Linked DNA regions of Sus scrofa: regions 2 and 3 are each linked to region 1. The links are chromatin contacts, called in public Hi-C and HiChIP or PLAC-seq maps. All regions are on one chromosome and are shown on one strand. The core of a region is the stretch at or near the end of the contact, and the rest is flanking DNA. Distances in the headings are between cores, read along the strand shown.

Region 1 (4,040 bases), core at 1,027-3,526:
GTAACTGGGGCACAAGGCTCCCAGCACCCCACCCTTGGTATTCCATAGTATCTGTCTCCACTCTATTCCAAATCGAATATGGCCCAATTGAACCTATCTTCCACCCTAAATCTGCTATTATTATATTTCTTACCTGGGGGAGGAGGAGGAGGAGGGAGTGGGATGGATTGGGAGCTTGGGATTAATAGATGCAGACTATTGCCTTTGGAATGGATAAGCAACAAGATCCTGCTGTGTAGCTCTGGGAACTATGTCTAGTCACTTATGATGGAGAATGATAATGTGAGAAAAAAGAATGTATACATGTATGTGTAACTGGGTCACCATGCTGTACAGTAGAAAATTGATAGAATACTGTACACCAGCTATAATGGAAAAAAATAAAAATCATTTATATAAAAATAAATAAATAAAACAAATGAACTATTTTTCCTAAGAACACTTGAGGGGAATTGTGGCTATTTAAATCAAAATTTCTCATGACATCTAAAAAGAAAATTTTAAAATAAAACCAAACATATCTTTACTATAACTGTATAACTGAAAGGCAAAAAATTTCAACAGCATAAAATTGTGAGAGAGAGAAAAGAAAAAATAGGAGTTCCCATCATGGTTCAGTGGTTAATGAATACCGACTAGGAATCATGAGGTTTTGGGTTCAATCCCTGGCCTTGCTCAGTGGGTTAAGGATCTGGCATTGCGTGAGCTGTGGTGGAGGTCCCAGACGTAGCTCAGATCCTGCGTTGCTGTTGCTGTGGCTGTGGTGTAGGCCAGTGGCTACAGCTCTGATTAGACAGACACCTAGCTTGGGAACCTCCATTTGCCATGGTGCAGCCCTAGAAAAGACAAAAAGACAAAAAGACAAAAAAAAAAAAAAAAAAAAAAAAAAAAAAAGAAAGAAAGAAAGAAAGAAAAAAGAAAAAATGTTTTCCAGAAAATAAAAAAGAACATAGAAAATCAAGACACTTGAAATCTCCATCATTCTTACCCCTCAAAAAAAGGAATTTAGTAAAGAAATTTAATTTATTGAATTCAAAGAGAATGTTTCACTTCCAAATTAAACACATCAAGAATTTGTTGATATGATAAAACATCAAATTTAAAAAAACCCCTAAAAGCAGAATTGACCAAAGGTAGAATTAGAACTGATTGAATCTATGATATACATAGATCACAGTAAGAAAATAATAAGAAAGACTTGGTTAAAAAGTGCCTTAGGAAGAACAGAATACAATAAATTGTTAAGAAGGGCTATTATAGATAACAGCGAAACAACGAAAAGATTGAAACTGAAAAAATAAAATTTTGCATTTGGAATGGATAAGCAATGAGATCCTGCTGTATAGTTCAGAGAACTGTATCTAGTCACTTGTGATGGAACATAATGGTGGATAATGTGAGAAAAAGAATGTATGTATGTACATATGACTGGGTCACTTTGCTTACAGTTAAATTGACAGAACACTGTAAATCAAGTATAATGGGAAAATTAAACATCTTCAAAAAATTAAAAAAAGATTTTCTACCTGTCAGGATATCCTATTATAATTATTTATGTCTTCGCACAATTAGAATGAGGGCTTGCAAGAGAGACTACTTCATGTTCACATTTTAAAAATGCTTGTTGAAAGAGTAGTGCTTCAACATATTAGGCTTAGGTCACTTTCCTCTCTCTTCAGAAAGAGAATAGTAAGTTTTTTGAACAGACTTACTAAACACTTGTAGGCCAGTCACGATTCAGTGGCGGCTGGGGCTACAAGGGCGAATAAGTCCGAGCTTTGCCCTCCAAGAGAAGTGTTCTGAGTTGAGGAGAGGCGGGGCAGAGGCAAAGAGGCACATCACAATGCGAAGAGGAAAGATCACCAAGGGAAAACGGAGAAGAAAAACCTGGGGCAGGCCTCAAAGTGCATTCTGAGCAGGAAAGTGGTCCCCTGCTTTTGGCAAAAAAGTATTAGCGGAGGGAGGCACCATTATAGTAACTGTGGTCTGCCTTAGCCCTTTGGAAGTTAAAAACTTGGCAGCAGACTGAACAGAAGTCTCAAACCCGCTTTACAATTTCCAGATCGCAGTTTCTACAGTCCTCACGCGCTGGGAGGGAGGCGCGGGGTTGGGGAGCGAGCTCGGATCTCAGTCACTAGCAGAGGAGAGCTGCCGAAAGACATCGCAGGAGGGCTGTGCGCCGCCGGAAGCAGTCGGAAGGCGGAGCCACGCCCCCAGCGCCAAGCCCCCACTCGCTCCCCGCCCCCTGCACGCGGCGCGGGCGGGGCTGAGGCGGAAGGGCACAGCAGGAGGTGACGATGTAAGTGAGCGCCGGCGTCGCGGCTGCAGCTCCAGAGGAAGCTCGGCGGCTGTGGCCGCTGTGAGCAGGCCGGGCACCTCCTGGCTGACGGGGCTTCCCCTAAAGCCGGCGAAGGCGGGGCCACAGTCGGAGCCGCCGCAGTATCTGGACCTACGGCGGAGCAAGTGCCGGCAGCGAGGGACGTAGGTAAGGTGGTGCGTGGGTGTCAAATCAGCTAATGACTTACCGACCAGGTTTGCTGGCCATTCCCGCGCCAGTGCGCGCCAGCTCAGCATCCCGGCCTGGAGGCCTCGAGCTCTGTTCTTCACCCACTGCCGAACCAGAGGCAGCGGATTTCTCACTGGGCTTGCCGTGCCTTTCTGGGGGTGGGGAAGGAGCTCGTCTCGAGAGACTGCTACCCTCCTCGCTTCCTCTCCAGTCCAAGGTGTACCGCGCAGAAGCGGAGAGAGCTTAGCGCCCCCGAACGCTCCTGTAGCCGGGGGAAGAAGCTTTGAGAGGAAGAGCTGCTGATGGAGGCTCCTGCCGTCCTGGGTTTTATTTGTTCGGACACTTCTGCTTCCTTCCTGCTTTTGGTTCCTTCCTTCTTACTCTTGGGACCCTGTTAGTGAACCGGTATGGCACAATTGAATGTTTGGGTGGTGGGAAACCTGCTTTTCCATTCTGTTTATACTGGGCAATATCAGCCCTCGTTCCACTGTACGACCACTCTTTGGGAGGACGAGGGGTCCGGAGAGGATGTTAGGAGATAAGGGTTTTGGACTTGGAAGCAGAAGAGCGGAGTTGAAATCCTGGCCTGCCATTTGGTAGTGGTTTTAATCTCGTATAGACCTTTTTAATCCATGTAGTATGGAACTTTCTTATACCTGTATAAATTAGTTGGGAGAATTAAATGAAGAAAGCAGAAGGTTAATCATGAAATATGTTGGGAGTCAGGTTAAACTCAGTTTAAGAATAACGAGCACATTTAGTGGTAGGTTCTTAATTATGTCTTTTACCCAGAGTAACTAAGCTTGGTATGGTGAAGGATACTGGACGAGACACCAGGATCTTGTGTGATTAAAACCTAACTGCAGTCTCTGCTTTGGATTGGGCAGCATTAGAAAGAAATCAGTTTCTCCTGGTGATCCAGCTGTCTCATACTTCTTGATAGCACACTATTGGTATGTAAGGTGTGACCTAACTCAGTTTTACTCCTTTCTCAACATAGCTGGTAGGCCCTTTCTAGGAGAAAAGCTGGGAGGAGCGTCATTCACACCTTGGCCCACTTTAGAAGGAATTTTCATTTTTTGAGGACTCCTCCCTCTGCCTTTAAGACATTTCTTCATGATGATTGAACATGTGCAGAGAGTAAATAGGAACTTGAATTCTCTGAGTGGCTGGACATTACAACTCTAAATTAATCTGAGGGGATAACCTTTCTATTAGTGAGAGAAAAACATTGGTTTCTCTGAGGTTTAATAGACCTTAAGTTAGAGAAGTGTTTGGGGAGGAGGAAAGGAAGATGCAGTCAGTGACTTGTGGGAGTTGAACCTGTTCTTAAAATTGCTTAGTCAGATAAATTAAGGATACTTGCCTTTCCTCATTGGAACATGATTACGCTCAGTGGAGCATGATGAAGCGCAGTCTTCATTCAGTTCCTTTGACACAATTTGGAATTTTAAGTCATGGATATGGAAGAGACCTTGAGGGTCATCTAATTCAGTGGTTCTAAAACCTGGAGGGGCATCAAAATCAGTTGGGG
Region 2 (4,040 bases), core at 1,044-3,543, 360 kb before region 1:
AACAAAATACAATATATCCATAGAGTAGAATATTATTCAGCCATAAAAAGGGATGGAGTACTGATAAAGATAGAACGCGGTAGACTTCCCGTTGCAGCTCAGTGGGTTAACAACTCGAGTAGTATCTATGAGGATTCAGGTTCGATCCTTGGCCTCACTCAGTGGGTTAAAGGAGCTGATGTTGCCACAAGCTGTGGAGTAGGTTGCAGATGCAGTTTGGATCCAGCATTGCTCCGGCTGTGGCTGTGGCACAGGCAGGCGGCTGCAGCTCTGATTCAACCCATAGCTTGGGAACTTCCATATACCACAGGTTTGGCCCTTTAAAAAAAAGAAAAGGAAAAGAAAAGAAAAGGAAAAGAGAAAGAAAGAAAGAAAGAAAGAAAGAAAGAAAGAAAGAAAAAGAAGGCGGCATGAAACATTATGCTAAGTGAAAGAAAACAGACACAACAGATCATTCGCTGTATGAATACACTTACATAAATTATCTAGAACAAGCAAATTCACAGAGATTAGAAACTCCGAAAAGCAGGAGTGGGATGGAGTAAGGAGAATGGGATGCTTAATGGTTAAAGAAGTTGTCTGGTGTGATGAAAGTTTTGGCAACAGTGGTGACAGTTTCCAAACACTGTGAAAGTAATTAATGACACTGAATTGTACACTTAAAAATGGTTAAAATGGCAAATTTTACCATAATAAAAAGAATTCCCAAAAAAAGCAAGTACACCAGAGCATCCACATCACATTTAAGCCTGGAGAAGAAACACTGCAGGGCTTAATGACCACATAAGTGGTCAAGCCGCTAAAGTCTGGGGGCAAAATGAAGAGTTGTTAAGTCCACACTGTGGAGGGCTTTGAATAAAAATGACTGAACTAGAGGAAACTGGCCACAGAAAGCTATTTTAGGCTTGTTGAAAGCTTAAGAACTAAATGAATGGAGATGTATAGGCAAGAAAGTTAGAGAAAAGTAACTGAAAATAAAAAAAATATTAACACAGGAATCCAGCAGTTTCCTTACTTCTGCTGCTGCCATACTGACTGTTGCTCATCTGTGACTATTTATATAACTTTCGACACAATTTAAGACCCTAGTAGGTAATTCTTTTGTTTCTTTTTTTTTTTTTTGGTTTTCTTTTCATTTTTAACCCAACAAACACCGACCAAACTAAGCCTATGCCTTAAAACAATGAACCAAATCTTGCCATTGTGACCTTAACCAACATTTTAGGGCCCATTAAACTCAAAGATGTGAAAAATTTGGACAAATACTAACCCAGATTTTCTTTTTTTATCCTTGAAAAAAAAAAAAAAGACTAGTGATGATTCGCTTTTTAAAAGATTTTGGTTTTTAGACAATGAACAAGCTGGATTTTTACTCACCAATTTCCTCTGATTCTTGCCCAGAGGCTCTAAGCTTGCATTCTTTTGGATAGTGTTTCTGAATTATCTTCCACAGTTCCATGTTGACAAGAGAATTTGTTCGGGTGCGGTGTCGAGTCCACGAAGAGACTCGGCGGCGACAGAAGGGGCAGCACAAATTTGCTTTTTCGACAGTCGACTGGAAGCATGGTTTACACAGCGTGTGGTTACAAGGGAGTGTCACAGGCTCAAATAGAATTTCCACACAGATCTGGCACTGGCATTCCGACAATGAAGGGATGGCGTCCTTGGGTACAGCCATTTTAATATGCTAAAAAGGCATATTCAATCAACATCAACACCTGAAAGAGAAAGAATCCTCATCTACAGCCCAAGTTCGGAGAAAGCGAATTAAGTTTTGTGTTTAAATTTTATGCCCAGTAGCCTACCAGAATTCAGAGACTGGGAACATCAAATGTCTTTAAAGCAAAAAAGTGTTCTGAGGGTCAGGTAAACAGTACGACCGTGGAAGGAAGTGTGTTTGTCCATGTTAAGACAAACGTCCGAAATGAAAACAAATGAACCTTGACTGCTCCCAGCATTAACAGCCGTTGCGGCAGGGCGGATGGTGGGCTCTCTGGCCCCCGCAGGAGGCACGCGCCAAGTTCCCCTCCTTTCTCTTACCAGGTGAGGATGCTCCCGTAGCTCCCGGAAGCCAAGCCGCAGACCGCAGAGGCGCGCAGCTACGCAGCCACCGCTAGAGGAAGAACGCTTCTTCCGCCCGGACGAGGAGCTCCGAAGGAGTAGGACTTCCGTTTTACCATTGTCGGGGGCCGCGCGCGAGCCCTTCCGGGCGCTCTGAGCCCGCCCCTCCCTCTCTTCCATCTACCCAAAAGCCTAACCTTGGCGCGGTGCTGTAGCAACCCGACAAGGGCTAGTGACGTCACGACTGCCCGCCAAAACAGCCCCTCCCACCTAGAGAACCAACCAAAGGTAGAGAGGGCTAACATTGGGGCGGGACTTCCGAGTCTGCGCGCGCTGCCCGACCCGAGCCCCGCGCCCCGCCCCCCCAGAGCTGGTCTTCTCGGTGTGTTGCAGTCCTTTCTTCGCAGACCCTGCGTCGTCACATTGACTGCACTTTAGTATTTCCCTCTTGATTTCTGCTCCCAGAGGCTGCAGAAATCAGGGTATGTCGCAAGGTTGGTCTCTTGTCAGAAAAAGTGAAACTTAAAGGCAAATTAAAAGCCGATGGAGTTCCCGCTGTGGCGCAGTGCTTTAAGGGTCCGGTTTGCCGCGGAGGCTAGTTTGATCCTTGGCCCTGTGCAGTGGGTTGGGGATCCCAGATTGCTGAAGCTGCTGCATAGTTCTTACCTGTGGCTTGGATTCGATCCGTGGTCCTGTCACTCTTCTGTGCAGTGGGTGCGCCCCCCCCAAAAAAGCTTGACAATAATTTTTAAATTCTTCCCTTAGTACTCCTCAAACTACCCTTGTTTCTTTTCATTTGTAAGGAAGCCTCTTAGGTCGCTTTCCAGAGTTCTTGTAAAAGCATCTCTAGGATGATTTCTGAGAAAGGCTGTGGTCAAAGAATCTGCAAACTTGCTACAATTTAACAGGTACTTGGGAAACAAACTGTAGGACTGGCAGGATCCTGGGGCTTAGCCAACATGTGCATCAATTATAAGGCACTGCTTTATTGTTTAATTTCAGTCTAGACCAATCAAAATTACAAAAGAAGTCAAAAGGAAAATATTTTAACTTTATGCATTTTGAAATGTTTTCCCACTTGGTTTTGTTAAGGCAGCTGCTCAACAGCCCTGCGCTGCAGCGTATCAGCTCTAGCGACAGCCCTGTGGCTGCAGTGTTTCAGCTCTTTTACCCAGGGAGAAACCAAGTGAGCACTGGGAAAGTTGGAGAATTCACGTTTATTATGCCGGCAGGCTCAGAGGAGATTGCTCTCCAGAGTCTGAGCCCGGAAGAAGTCTTTCACAAAGTTTTTATGGGCTACCTCTTCTGAGCTCCTGCTTGGCGGACCAGAGTGAGGTCAGGCAAGGTAGTAGATGCGGAAGCAAGCTTACTGCAGCAGATGCGTGAGGGAGGGGTGGTTAGGGGCAGGTGGCTGGACTTTGCTTAGTCATCATGACGGGGGGGGGGGGGGTGTCTCTCCTTTCTACCTTTTTTTTTTGTCTTTTTGCTATTTCTTGGGCCGCTCCCGCGGCACATGGAGGCTCCCAGGCCAGGGGTCGAATCGGAGCCGCAGCCACTGGCCTACGCCAGAGCCACAGCAACGCGGGATCCAAGCCTCCTCTGTGACCTACACCACAGCTCATGGCAACGCCGAATCCCCAACCCACTGGGCAAGGCCAGGGACCGAACCCGCAACCTCATGGTTCCTAGTCGGATTCGTTAACCACTGTGCCACAAGGGGAACTCCTCCTTTCTACCTTTTTATAGGGATATTTTCTCCTACAGTTAGAGACAGAGGCTGTGGAGGAAGAGAAAAGAAAGTCACTGCCTGAAAAGTCTTTAAGGTCTTTGGGGTTTGCTAAGGTTATTCAGGCTGGGAAGGTAAGTGTTTTCCAGATGAAGCCAAAACTAGGAGGTGTGGGTCTTTTGTAAAGTGTTTTGGGAGCTTTTGTTTTGTTTTTAATGTGTTTCATAAAGCTAGTTATCATCCAGTTGTCCAT
Region 3 (4,040 bases), core at 420-2,919, 290 kb before region 1:
TTTAAGAACATTTGTAGGAAGAGTGGAGTGCAAAGATGAAAGCTCTAAACAGCCAGAGAGCAGAAGAAGGGTACAGACATGGGAGAGGGGTCATGGTCATTTAATAACTGAATCCTCTCTACTCCATCCTGTCCTACTTCCAAGCATCCACTTGTCTTTTTCAAGTGTCTGTACCTTTAAAGCTGTTCATTCCCTCTGTTCATTGTCCCCTTCTCAGAGGAACTGACTTTACTCATCTCTGAAGAAGTAAAAGAAACTTTGGTGCCTTTCCAGACAAAACTTGGACCGCCTTCTTTGGATGCCCGATAGTTGACAGCTGAAAAATGAATAAATAAAACTCCCTAGCCTGAGATTACACTACTATTTAAATAATATGAAAGACAGTCACTATCACAGTAATAAATATGTCAACTTTTCTTCACATGTTTGAGTTTTCCAAAGTTAGTCTTGATGTGAGGATGCTAGACAGCACCCGAAAAGACTGAAGGGCTGTGGCACTGGCCCTAGTAAGAATAAAAAGAATCTAGATTACTAAGCTTGGGGGGAAGCATCTGGGAGGAAGGAACTGGCAAGTAATAATCAAATACCACCTATCAGAGAGTGGAGATGATAGGTGCTACTGTTTTTATTGGAGAACAAGAAATGGATTACAAACAGCGGGGGAGTTGTTTTTTGGAAAGATTCCTTACTACATAAATGTAAGACAGTGTAACTGTCTACTAAGGGACTCTGTGAACCCTATTATTATAACAATTATCTCAGAGTTTTTTTTGAGAGTTTATTAGGAACTCCCCGGTAAAGGGCCCCAGTAGAGTGCATGATTATTATTTTCTCTTGTCAAGCATCCTTTAAAGGCTGTCAGAAAACGTTCTGGTCACTTAGGAAAACGTAGTATGACCAAACAATGCTGAAATACTTTCCCTCCCAAGAAGCCTTCTAGAATTACAGCCTCCATGTCATTCGCCCTATGGAATGTTTAATTAAAAACACACTGCCTTAATTCACCTACTAATCAGTGGGTTAGTAGGAAAGAATGGAAAAAGTCACATTTTATCCAAAAGAATGTAGCACTTAAACGGCACTTTAAGGTTATCCGAACATTGGCGGGGCGGGGGGAGGGGCGTTCAAAGGTGGCGACCTCATTTTCCGTATATACGCTAGGACACATGTTGTGATAATCACTGGTACTAATACCAAGAGAGAACAAGATAGCTTGACCAGGAAAACACGACCTCAGCTGCCAAAGGTAAAGAAGATCCAACTCAAACCTAAGGTGGCGGACCCATAGGGAATGGCTAATAAGGAGAGGGAAGTTTCGTGCGTTAGGTTGGCCAGTAAGGCAGGGACCCAACTGACTCGGGGGAACCTTACAGGAAAAGGGATCCAGGAAAGCCGACGCGACACCACTAGACCAAAATGATGAAAAGGCACTGGAACATAGCCTTGAACCCACCAGCGCCAGCCTCATACCTGAGCTTCCCGCTTCCCTCCTAGGCGCCTGATGATGACCTCACCGGTGGGCGCCCAATCCCATCCAGCGTCGGGCGGGGGGCGCCTCAGCCAAACAGTCACATCCGGGGCCGAGAGGAATCGCGCGCAAGCTGGGCGTGCGCCCTTGCTTCTTGCCCTCAACCCGCATGGCGGAGCCACCGGCGCGTCGCGGGGAGGCCGGGCGAGTCTGGCTGTTCCGGCGCCCGCGCTGAGCCGCTAGGGAGGGGCGGGGGACGCAAGTGCGGCCGGTGCGTCTGCCCTCAGTGAGGCGGGGCGCGCGGCGGACGCCCCTGGGCAGGGGCGGGAGTGGTGGAGGGGCCGGGCGGTAGGCTGTGAAAGGGGCGGTGAACGAGCTGCTCCGGTCTCAAGGCGAGGCTTGGCCTCCGGAGCAGGGACGGGGGTAAGCAGCGGCGGCGGCGGCGGCCCTCGGGCCAGCTGGTGAGGCGATGGCGGCGCCGGGCCCGGGAGCTGGGGCAGCCTCGGGCGGCGCTGGCTGTAGCGGCGGCGGCGGCGCGGGCGCAGGCTCGGGCTCCGGGGCCCCGGGGGCCGGGGGCCGGCTGCCCAGCCGGGTGCTGGAGTTGGTGTTCTCCTACCTGGAGCTGTCCGAGCTGCGGAGCTGCGCCCTGGTGTGCAAGCACTGGTACCGCTGCCTGCACGGCGATGAGAACAGCGAGGTGTGGCGGAGCCTGTGTGCCCGCAGCCTGGCAGAGGAGGCTCTGCGCACGGACATTCTCTGCAACCTGCCCAGCTACAAGGCCAAGGTGAGGGAGCCCCACGCCACGCCGCTGCCCCCAGTCCCGCTCCTCCGCGCCACTCTCAGAGCTTCTCAGCTAAGCTTCTGAGTCAAAAGCCTCGCTTCACCATCCCGCCTTTCCACCGCTCCAGTCAATATCTTACCTCACCTCCCCCTGCCATAAAGATCCTCTTCTCTTTGGATTGAAGTTCTGCTCCTTAACCCACCTCACTTCCGTGATACACTTTTTAAAGGACCAGATGGTTTCCCAGCCCTGCTTTCCGTCACTCATTCTACTTTCCACAGTCTTTCCCCTTAAAAACAGATCACCCCATTGTTGTAGCTTTCAATACTCTCATCCTATTTTTCTCTCTGCCCTTTATTAGATTACCTCAGCTGCCTTAACCTTGGCTTGGTTTCTGAGATCTTTGCTTTCACCTCACCTTTTCCAAGCTCTGACTTATAACCTTTTCTTTATTTTCGCCCGAGTATTCCAATTCCCTCCACTTTTTTACAGGCTTATAAATGAGTATGACCCACGGCATTCTGCTAACTTTCAAGATCAAGACTAATAGAACATCCTCCCATCAGCTGTACTTAACCGTCATAATACTGCCATGTCCTACTATTATTGGCTACTTCCTTGCCAACTTTTTTATAGTTCCACCTTGATAGAGTGTCTCTTAAGTTCTGTTTGTCATCTAACATACTGCTTCCATATATGCTGCCTTTTTTTCCCTGCCAGATTCTTGTTTGTTGTCTTGCCTTCATTTGCAAATAAACATGTCAGATAGCAGACCATGGTAGCACTGAGAGGATTCTTCAAGCAATATGAACGAAAGGCCTTAAACTTGGGTTCAGTTGAATGGAAACAGCTGTACAGAGTAATAGTCACCAAAAGCATATGTGAGAGAGGATAAAGTCTAGAATGTGGTAAACATAAAAATAACATTAACAACTAAGAAGGGATGACATCCCCTTTTAATGCTAGACTGCCAGCGGGGCCAGAGTAAGGAGTAAATTGTTTTTTTCCATGTCAGATGGATGTAAAATTTATTCTTCTGTAATAAAACAGGATTTAGCTTAATAAGAAATATTTCTGTTAAATATGTCACCTGTCAGTTGCTTTTCTAGTAAGTGAAGTAACATGTTTATTTATGAGGACAGTATTTATACGTGATAGATGCTCAGTGGATACTGGTTATAATTCGTATGGTAGAGTGCAGAAGATTACAGTTCTGTCCTACTGTACTCGATTAACATGTGGGTTTCGTAAGTTTTATTTAACTTTTATTTTTCCATAAAGTTTATTGTTTTATTTTAAATTATTTGCAGTAGATATGGTCACATGATTCAAGATTCATATAATGAGTTGTAATAGATGATGTGTTCATGCGAGTCAACCAAAAGAAGCAAGGCGATGTAAAGCAAAATATTTTCCTTTTGTCCTTCTACCCCCACCACTCAGGTTGAAGGCAACCTATGCTACCTATTTCTTTTGTATCCTTTCAGAGATATTTTAGGTTTCTTAAGTTTTTCATACTTTGTATGCCTTTGTACTACCTGCACTCTAGGTTTTATAGACTTGTACTTATCACATGTACATTCAGATGTTGCAGGACATCTCCTGAGTATCTTGAAGATAAAAGATTAATTCAGAAGGAGTCAGATAGCCTAGTAGGGAGGTATTCAGTCTAGTAGAGGAGAAAAAAATATATAGAAATGACTAGTGGTTATTAGTTAGAAATGGTAGAAGTTGTTTCTGTTAGATATGTATATATATGTACACACAGTACAAGTTTAGTGAAAGAGATTT

What was found. A called contact is a pair of places that touch in the nucleus more often than the background predicts. HiChIP or PLAC-seq counts read pairs in DNA pulled down with a chosen protein or histone mark.
Region 2: a contact with region 1 is called in an H3K27ac HiChIP or PLAC-seq map of alveolar macrophages. The contact joins the promoter of RNF168 here to the promoter of SENP5 in region 1. A contact is called at or near these places in 1 of 5 promoter capture datasets (liver) and 2 of 2 datasets of contacts at active chromatin or transcription factors (alveolar macrophages and skeletal muscle).
Region 3: a Hi-C map of liver shows a contact between it and region 1, with 1.9 times the contacts expected there. The contact joins the promoter of WDR53 here to the promoter of SENP5 in region 1. A contact is called at or near these places in 1 of 5 promoter capture datasets (liver), 6 of 47 Hi-C or Micro-C datasets (heart right ventricle, liver and skeletal muscle) and 1 of 2 datasets of contacts at active chromatin or transcription factors (alveolar macrophages).

Annotation. Positions count from the first base shown.
Region 1 is chr13:133,267,704-133,271,743 of Sscrofa11.1, reverse strand. SENP5 (sentrin-specific protease 5) reads left to right here and starts at 2,276. Exons shown (of 11, transcript XM_005670099.3): 1 at 2,276-2,485.
Region 2 is chr13:133,623,799-133,627,838 of Sscrofa11.1, reverse strand. It overlaps RNF168 (E3 ubiquitin-protein ligase RNF168), which reads right to left and starts at 2,293. Exons shown (of 8, transcript XM_021070157.1): 1 at 2,041-2,293; 2 at 1,378-1,718. The coding sequence starts at 1,678.
Region 3 is chr13:133,558,461-133,562,500 of Sscrofa11.1, reverse strand. WDR53 (WD repeat-containing protein 53) reads right to left here and starts at 1,669. Exons shown (of 3, transcript XM_021070146.1): 1 at 1,471-1,669. It overlaps FBXO45 (F-box/SPRY domain-containing protein 1), which reads left to right and starts at 1,814. Exons shown (of 3, transcript XM_021070155.1): 1 at 1,814-2,252. The coding sequence starts at 1,938.